Regions from separate parts of the Gossypium hirsutum genome. Here region 2 is linked to region 1. A link is a contact called in public Hi-C data. All regions are on one chromosome and are shown on one strand. Each heading gives the region's core, a stretch centred on a gene start, on an enhancer-like site or on the middle of the called end of the contact. The rest is flanking DNA. Distances are from core to core; before and after follow the strand shown.

The links. Hi-C and Micro-C count contacts between places; a contact is called where the count stands out from the background.
Region 2: a contact with region 1 is called in a Hi-C map of leaf, with 3 times the contacts expected there. The contact joins the promoter of LOC121222464 here to the promoter of LOC121222462 in region 1. A contact is called at or near these places in 3 of 34 Hi-C or Micro-C datasets (hypocotyl and leaf).

What each region holds. Positions count from the first base shown.
Region 1 is chrD10:54,626,572-54,631,495 of Gossypium_hirsutum_v2.1, reverse strand. It overlaps LOC121222462 (transcription factor RF2b), which reads left to right and starts at 2,250. Exons shown (of 4, transcript XM_041103292.1): 1 at 2,250-2,885; 2 at 4,471-4,603. The coding sequence starts at 2,389.
Region 2 is chrD10:54,985,298-54,990,221 of Gossypium_hirsutum_v2.1, reverse strand. LOC121222464 (aminoacyl tRNA synthase complex-interacting multifunctional protein 1) reads right to left here and starts at 1,923. Exons shown (of 12, transcript XM_041103306.1): 1 at 1,569-1,923; 2 at 1,131-1,226; 3 at 731-901; 4 at 512-577. The coding sequence starts at 1,649.

The sequences.
Region 1 (4,924 bases), core at 1,001-3,500:
GGAAGTACCTTTTGTCTTTATATATATACATTTTCAAAAAAGGAAAAAATTCAAATAATGTGTTGTTTATTGTAATCCGTTAAGCTAACTCCTTCATATGCCATCTAATTATCTGTGTAAAAAAACTATTTTTTTTATATAAATGGCTAAATACATTTCATAAAAACTTCACGTCAACTTCTTGTGACAACAAATAATTATACATTTTGGTACCTGAATTTCACTTCAAAGTTTAAATTTTTTGTGTCCAATTAAGCACCTAAACTTGGTAGGAGTGAGCGTTCGATCAAATCAAATGAAAAATTTAGGGTAAAAATGTAAAATATTATAGTTTGCTATTCAGTTTATTCGAATTCGAAAAACTCGATTCGAACTCGAAATTCGAAAAAAAAATTGAGTTAACTCGATTCATTGAACTCGAAATTCAAAATTTTCTTCAATTTTTTCGAGTCGAATCGAGTTTTACTCACCCCTAAAACTTGATTTCAAGGTTCAACTTGATACCTAAACATTTCTGGTCCAATTAGGTACATGAACTTGAATTTTTGGATCAAATTAGTACCTAAACTTGGGTTCATAGTTCAAATTGATTCAAATAACTAAGTACTAATTTAGACCATAAAGTCAAATTCAAGCACTGATTTGAACTAAAAAACCAAGTTTAGGTACCTATTTGGACCAAAATAATATTTAGGCACCCATCTGAACTTTAAAGCCTTAATTAGAAAAAAAAACTTACCAATTTAAAACTTGAAATCAAGTTAAGGTACCAAAATGAATATTTACCTTTTTATCATTCAAAATGAAAATAAATTTATTTATTTAGGGAGAATGCTGGTAGTTTTTAGAGGGAATTACGGGTTAGGCTTCAATTTTCTTTAAGGAGTTGAATTGAGTTTGAATTCTAAAATTATTATTGTTGTTAGAGTTTTATTTAAATATTATCCCGGTTAAAATAAAATTAGATTTAAGCTGTAAAACAAATAAATGCACCTGTAATTATAAAAAATAAAATATTAAATAAATATAATTATATGTTAATATTTATATATTTTTATAATTAAATTAAATTTTTTTTTAAAATCTCAACTTGAATTCGTACGGGCATGAGATCAAAAGATGGTTGCCTAAGGCGGGCTGGGCCACTTGGGCATTGACAATAAAATTAATGACATTTTAAAATTTTAAAAAAATTAATTCAATAAAGCATTTTGATTTTTTTAAAAAATATATAATTACTTTGTAAAATTACATAACTATATATAAAACAAAGGTTTTGCTGTCGACATGTGTCCACCCTTTCAGTGTCCACCTCTTTTTCATCAGGGAAATGGTAATATTCCAATTTTAGTCCCTTTTACCTAAGTTTAAGATTTAATTTTCATTCTTTAAATTCTTGCATAATTTAGTATCTATATTTTATATGTTATTAGTTAGTCCAAAGAGCTAATATTTTTAACTACTTTGATTAATTTTTTACTGGATTTAAAAATATATATTATTCTAACAAAAAAATTTTGAGTTTAAATAAATTTATTTAAATTCGAAATTATTAACAAAATTTTTTGTTAGAATAATATTTTGACGCACTCTCTCACATTATAGAAAAGTGGTTAAATTTCAATTTTGGTCTTTCTATTATGTCAAAATTTGATATTTAATTTCTAACACGATTTGGTCTCTATATTTTTATAATGTTATTAATTAGTCCAAATAGTTAATACCATCAACCTTTTTATTGAAAAATCATGTGATTATATATAATTTGAATGCATTAAGAGTCTTAGAGGCATATAGAGATTAACATATGCCTTCCCATTTCTTTTAACCATTTGCGCTCCTCTCTTTTTTTTCTTTTTTTTATATCATAAAATAATGATCAAATTTTAATTTTGGCTCTTTATAAAATTAAGATTTAATTTATATGTTAATTTTAATTTATAAGATAGTGTAATATTTAGGCATTAAATTTTAATTTCCTAATCTAATTAATTTTTTTAAAAAAAATAAAGCTTGAATGTAATCATTGCAAATTATTTAATAATTCTCTCAGTTCTGAACTCTTTAAAGAATAAACAACTAAAATAATTAATTAAGTATAGATTTAATTAAAATTTATTGATTAAAATAGATAATTAAATGTGACACGTATACAATTACAAGTAATTATTAGTAAATTCAATTACGGGTAACTTTCCAAATACTTAAAAAAAAATTTATGTCAAGTGTTTACTTAAACGGCGTCGTTTATGAAGTTGTATTTTGTTAGGAAAGAAGCGAAGAAGAAAGATAAAATAATTTCAACACTCAGGTGGCTGGCTCGCTCATTCTCTCTCTCTCATTCTCTGCTGAGTTTTCTGAGATCTGAATCTAAAAGGAAACACCAAAATGCAGGATCCACCAAGTCTGAAGCCGAACCCGGATCCACCGATTCCCTCCAATGCATCATCCACCACCCCTTCTTTTCCCAACCCAACCACTTTCCGAGGCTCTTACCACAGGCGAGCCCAGTCTGAAGTTCAATTTCGGATCCCGGATGACTTGGATCTCGTTTCCGACCCTTTCGAAGGAATGGGATCCGAAGACGACTTGTTTTGCAGTTACATGGATATTGAGAAGCTAGGGGGATCATCTAAGGGAGCCGAAGAAGGAGGGGGTGCTACTGGCTCTTCAACTGCTGGATCCGCTCATAATCCCAAAGGAGATGAAATCAGTGGCGGGTCGGCGGGGATGGGGGAGAAGACTAATGAAGGTGGGAAAGGAAGGCATAGGTATAGTAATTCAGTTGATGGGTGCTCGCTAATGGAGTCCATTGAAGCTAAGAAAGCTATGGCTCCTGATAAGCTTGCTGAATTGTGGACTATTGACCCTAAGAGAGCCAAAAGGTTTGGAATTTACTTCTCTTTTTTCTTCCACTATTTCGGGCTTCTTTTTACAGCATTTGGTTTTGGGTACTCTTGCAATTGGTGAAGAAACTTTAAGCTTATAGCTTTTAATGGAAAGTTTGTGTTTTGGTTTTCGGTAGATTATTAGGGGAAGTTATTTATGAACGACATTGTAGTGCTAGTTTAAAAATTTTGTGTCTTTTTCTTTATTGTTGGTTGGTTATATATATTTAAATTTTCGTGGGTGTTATGATTATTTTGTTGAAATGTTCTTTTCTTTCTTTTCTTAATCTCAATGGTATCAAGTTGACTTTCTGTTCCTCTTGTTTTGGTTATAAATAGTGTCTTGGGCAATTTAGGAAGTGAATTAAGAAGTTGAAACTTGGAAATATATTTTTTAGGGGAGGGTGGAATTTGAAAGAAACTGAGTTACTAGGGTTCATGAAAAACATGCAATTCTATGTAACTAATAATTGGTGTCTATTATGAGTTTGAACTAATTTTAGGTACTCTTTTATGGATCATGCATGTTTCTTAGCTTTTTTCTCTGGTTTCGTGGACGTTTTGGTTGCATTGTTGACTATCCTTTTGTTAACAATTTACTTTTCTGAGCCTTGAAGAATGGAGTTTTGTTATTTTCGGAAGTTCTTAAAACCATTCGCTTCTTCTTTTTTTTAAATGAAAAATTCATGTGAATTGTAAGGCGTGTTCTATATATGGTTATTTGTTTTGTACCCTGATTAGGAGATTTCATAAATGCTTCCTGATCGAGGGCTGAATAGAATATTTGTATTAGTAAATTATACCTGAATTTCAATTATATATCTCTATCTCAAATTGCTAAAAACATTTTATGCTTGTCTAGGTATTTCAGCATACGAATGGTCTGTTACACCATTTAATATTGTAATACTAGGTCGTGGGTAGGAAAAATATTGTTTGAGTATCACTGGATATTTGTTTCATAACAAAATCCAGCAGTGATTAATCTGATTGCCGTATTCCTGACCGTAAACTAATTGATATTGCCACTTTTTCTCCTCCTAAATGATGTTTTTGAAAAGTTTTCTGATAGTTTTATCATATTCTTAAAACTTGATGGAAAGTTTTCATAACTTTTTTGTCAATCTATACCCTGCATGTCACTATATTTCATGCAGTACTAGTATGACATTACAACAAAATGACTAGTGGACGGACACATTTGGTCGCTGTTGGTTTCTAATAAGTTTGAGTTTTGGGCGAATGAGCTGTTCATTCCAAACTTTGGAATGCGAATAATGGATTTGAGAAGGTCACGTGATTGTGAATTTTTCTAGATTTAGAATGTTATAGCCTTTCTTCACTCATATTTGCTAGTGTTTGAGAGCCTCTAAACTCGAGTCTGTTATTTATATATTATTCAAAAAGTTTATATTGCCCTAAATGCACAAGCATTTGGTGAGGTGGCTGGGTTAGAGAAATTGTTCTCTTCACTCAACTTTTATTGGGAAATGGAAATTCTCTTCCATAGATTGACTGTCATTATTTGATGAGCTATGTGCTTCCATCCAAGTTTCTGCTGAGAACTTCATAACTTGTGTAGGATCATCGCAAATCGTCAGTCAGCTGCTCGCTCTAAAGAGAGAAAAGCCCGATATATATCTGAACTGGAGAGAAAGGTCCAAACACTTCAAACGGAAGCAACTACTCTTTCTGCGCAACTAACCCTTTTCCAGGTTTTTGTCAAACACTTGCCTTTCTCATTGCATAATTTTAGAGCTTGTTCATGGTGACCATTTGCATTCCTTCTGAGAATATCTGATCTACATATTAAACAATCAGTATTTTGCAGCTCTACTTTCTAGTGCATCAAAAGCTTTTTGCGATTGTGTTTTCAATTCTTCTTGATTCATACTTTTATTGTTTTACATGTTTATATGTGCTTGTAACTCTGTTAAAGGCACCTTAGTTTCTGAAATTGCCATTAATTTTGGATGTCTTTCATCTTGTGTTGCTTATGACTTTCTCTATTGATGATATGGAATATTTAATAGCCT
Region 2 (4,924 bases), core at 674-3,173, 360 kb before region 1:
TTTTCGAGGCTATGGAAACAACAGATACAACCTAACACCAAAAAGGAAATATCAAGTTTCAATCCCCACTTCCTAACTTGATTCACAAATAGGCCAGTAAAAGTCGGGATAAATGGATGACATGAATTCATGACAATAAAAACAAAGGCTTAGACTGGAGTGTCAACATGGCATCTGCATCATATCCTCAAACTATACTCAGCGGCTAGGCAAAATCTTGTTGATGAAATGTTAAAACAGAAGCTAAACTACAGGATAGACAAAACACCATGAACAAGAATAGCAGAGGTTGTCCCATGCGCTACCAGGCTGTGTTCAACTGACAAATCTATATTTCAGATTCCTACATAAAGCCGCAAATAGCTTTTTCTACTTGTCTCCGCAAAATAACACACTAGACAAAAGCTACCAAATGCAGGAAAACCAAATAATACCCAGAAAAAAGCTGCAACAAGAATCCATTAGGTATCCAACAAAATTATAAATTCAAAACAACAGAAAATGTCTCTACCTGGATATAATCCATCCATCGCATCACATGTGGCAATTTCTCCTTCTCTGGAGTTGAAAGGGCAATCTGACAACAAACAAGCATACCAAGTAAAGGCTATCAATTTTTCGCAAAGGAATTGCAGTTAATTTTCTTCGAGTATAACATAAATTTAGCAGTTCGCACCAAGATACCCTCTCTTTGAAACACAAAGTGAGAAGTATATATTGCAATACATACCATTGAACTATGTATGACTGAAAAAACAATAACATCAGCTTCTGAGGGTGTAAATCCATTGCCCAAAAGTACAGATTTTTTAGCCAAGTCGGTGTTTAATTCATTCAAACCACCATGGCATGCCTTAGAATCACTGGGAAAGCTGTCTGCAAAAGCTATCCACTTCATCACCTACAGTCAAGTTCAAACTTTTCATATTAGTGAACGTTTTTAGGAAAGAGTAAATCACAGCGGAGAAACATGCAAGAGATCATTTTTCCAATTCATGCCAGTCACCTTAATTTTACCAATATACTTTTATAAAGAGAAATGACCTCAGGTCCTACTTCACTAACACTAACATAGGAGCTAGATTACACAAAGATGAATACTTTCATGAAAAAGGCTAACTACACATTACCTCATCATTATTTTGCGGTGACTCCTTCCCTGATGACTTCAAAATGTTTATGTACAGGGCCTTAATATCATTTCCAGGGACTTGACTTGAAAAAGCCTTCTGCAAAATAAAGTAAGATTTTATATAGCCATCAATATTGGCACATAATTAGGGAACCAGATAAATAAAGCACATCTCAATTGACTGCAAATGTAAGCAAAACTTAGCAAATTGCATGGTTATTACAAATTGAAATACATTAAGCATGTTTCCCTTCTTCTACACTTAATTGATAAGGAAATAATAACTGAACTGAAGTAAAACCCATTACATAAAAGTAAGTAAATCGCTTCCTTAAGTAAAAATGAAAGAGATTTTAGCTAAACAGAATAAAATAAACGACATGCAGACAAGATAAAGGAAGTAAATTATAAAGATGGGTGTTTCAATTTTACTCACAGGATCCAAAGAGAAGTGCTTGCAAAGAGATGATACTATTCCTTGCTTCCTTTTGAGATCACTGGTTCCATTGGTTGCCATGTCTGGGTTTTCTTCTCTTTTTCTCCCTTGAAGAGTTCTTTAGACCAAGAAACAGACGTAGGGTTTTTGTGGTTTGATGAGCTTTTTCACTTCAGGAAAGCTTGACCAAATATTGATTGGGCTAAGCCTGGTTCCTTGGTAGACTGGACATCACTCCATACTTGTCACTTTGTAACCTTAGCTAGTTTACAGATGATTTATGTTGTCAAGATGTTGGGCTGCTTTAAGGTTTCGGCTAAGTCCTAGGCCATTCTTTAAGATTAGTTGAGGAGTAATTTTCAAAAATTTGGAATTTAATTTTTTAATTTTAAAATTCAGTCTAATCAGTAATATTGTTAATTTTTTCAATAGTCATATAATTAAAAAAGTGGCGTTATAATAAATTTGAAAATAACAAAAATATATATATATATAGTGTTAATCTTTCGCATTATGTCGACCTATTAAGGAGTAAATACTGACCACAAATTTTAAAGTTATTTCATATCTAAGAAGAGGATTAAACCCTCGATCACTGGTTAAGATAAAAAAGACTTTTACCATCTCATAGTTCAATCTTCTAAATATTCATCAACAAATATTTGATTGTATTAGTTAAAGTATAATCTCATTCCAAAATAATATACAACTATTAATCATACTTCTTTTCATTTCACATTAATTTTAAATTAAAAACACAAATCTACTAAATATCCACATTTTTTAAAGCTACAAAATAATAAAAATGCTAGCAATACTACGAGAAGTATATAATTTTGACAAGCGTCTTGCTTGTTTGATTGACACGTTATACTTTTTATCATTAATAAAATATACGAGTCCAATTATTATTTTAACAAAAATTCAAAACTGGTTTAAAAATAATTAAATATTTTTAAGTCATTATTAAATTAAAAATTAAAAAAATGTGGTAAATGCATATTTTAAAAGAAGTTGTAAAATTTTAAAATTTTGGTAAATACATATTATGGTTACTAGAAAGATTTTTCTTCTCCCTTCTTGTGTTCTTGTCATTTGACTTTGTTTGCGTAGAGAGGCATCGACGTGGTGAAATGTTGGCCCTTCAACACAGCTTCAGATGACGATAATGGTAACAGTAAGATAAAGAAACAAATCTTTTCTTCCTCCCATAACACTCACCTGGTGGTCCGAACAGTTTCATCTTCTCAATTACCTAACACACAACGCAGTAGCAGCAACGGCATGGAAGGAAATAAGTTGCAAGACACAACCCAGAAACCAACTTAATCTTCATCTTACAAGTAAACCAAAAAATAAAAATATGTTTTTGGTCTAATTATAACAAAGTCAACAAAAAAGAATGTAACATGTTATTTAATGGGTTAATGTGCCATATCAATAAAAAATAATTTTAACCAGAGTGATTAGTTTGAATAATTATTTTAATTAGAATAAATAAACAAATTATATTTTAGATTAATTCACCCTAAAATAAAAATCAACAACAAAAGAAAGTATAAAACAAAACACGCAAGAGAGGTGTGTCGTTTTACTACCTGGCTTTATGTGCTACTAGGGACAACCTACTTCCTACATAAACATACTTATCTTTTTATATAAAATCCAGAAAAATATATATGTTTATGATGGGATTTAGACTGAAAACATCACATCTTAATTCTCTCGATTTTACTATTTTTATTGAAATAATATTTGATTTTTATGTTAATTCTTATCAAATATATTAAATAATTATTTTTATCTACGTGAATATACTATAATATAGTATTATGTAAATAAATTGGGGGTTGGATTTCTCATTAGATATTTAAATCATAATAATAAAAAATAAATAACAAAGAATAAGAGTTGTAAAGTAGAGTAAGGAGAGAGCAGCCATACCCATGAAAACAACAGCTCAATAAACATTATTCTATGGATTGAAATATGTGTAGTGTTGCAGAAGTAGCAGATTCCCTCTGTTTTGCATAAATTCCAATCTTAATTTGGTCAACCCCCCATATCTCCACTTGAGGACAAGATAGAGAAATGGACAAACCAAAGCAGCCCAATTCCATCCCCTCACCTCCCTCAATGGTCTCTAGAGGTGCTCATGGGCCGGGCAGCCCAGCCCAGCCTGATGACCCGTCCGAAATATGGAAGGGTTCGGTTAAAAATATAGGTCCGAAATATGAGTTTAGGTAAAAAAAGGAGGCCCATTTAGAAAACGGATCGGGCCTCAGGCACCACTTTTTTGGCCCGGGCCCAGCCCGGCCCAAATATAATAAATATTTTTTTTTATTTTAAAATATTTTTAAAATGCTTTTTTTATTTATTTTTAAAATAAATTTTTGGTCTTTATTAAAAAAATGGGCTGGACCGGGCTCGGACTTAGAAATTTTTTTCCAGACCGAGCTTGGATAAAATTTCAGGCCCATATTTCGAGCCAGGCCCGGGCCTAGGACGCGGGCTAAAATTTTTTTTTGGGCTCGGCCCGAACCCAGCCCATGATCACCTCTACTGGTCTCCAAACCAATGTTATTTGAAATATATCGAGCCATCGGTTGGACCAGATTAAAAAATATCAAGGAATCAATTTAAAAGATGGTTTTAAATTAATTAAATTGAGAATCGATATAAATTGAGTGAACTGATTTGATGATTAAATCATAATTTTAAAATTTTAAATTTTTCAACTTAAAAAACGTTGGTTGAAACTATAAACTGTTATATCAGCGCTTGGACCCATGCAATACTATAAATCAAAAAGAAATATTTTTAAGAAGAAAGTGAAGAAGATTACATGGCAATGAGAGGGATGTTTAATATACATGATGTGACTATAGGATAAAAACATAAATTTAAAAAAAATTATTTAATTATAATATATATTTTATATTTTATTTTATTAAACTATTTATAGTTTTTGACAAAATTTTGATTTTTTATATTATTTATTTTATATAACTATTCTTCTTTTATAATTGTTTTTTTAATTTATAAAATTCCATTAACTTAATTTGTTCTAAATAAATTATTTATTCAAATAAAGTAATGCAAATCCTAGAATTTTGAATTGATGAATTTTAAAATGTTAGCATTTAAAAATCTTAAAAATTTTAAAATCATTCTTCCAAACACACTCTAAGGGTCAATTTGGTATTATTGTTGCGGATGAGAAGTGCTTTTAGAAAGCTTAGTTTAAAAGAAGTATGAAAAAATATTGTGAAAATGTGTGATTTATTAAATTAAGGTATTTAGTATTACCATGAGAAATTGCAGTGAAAAGTTAAAATATCTGTTTGACATGATGT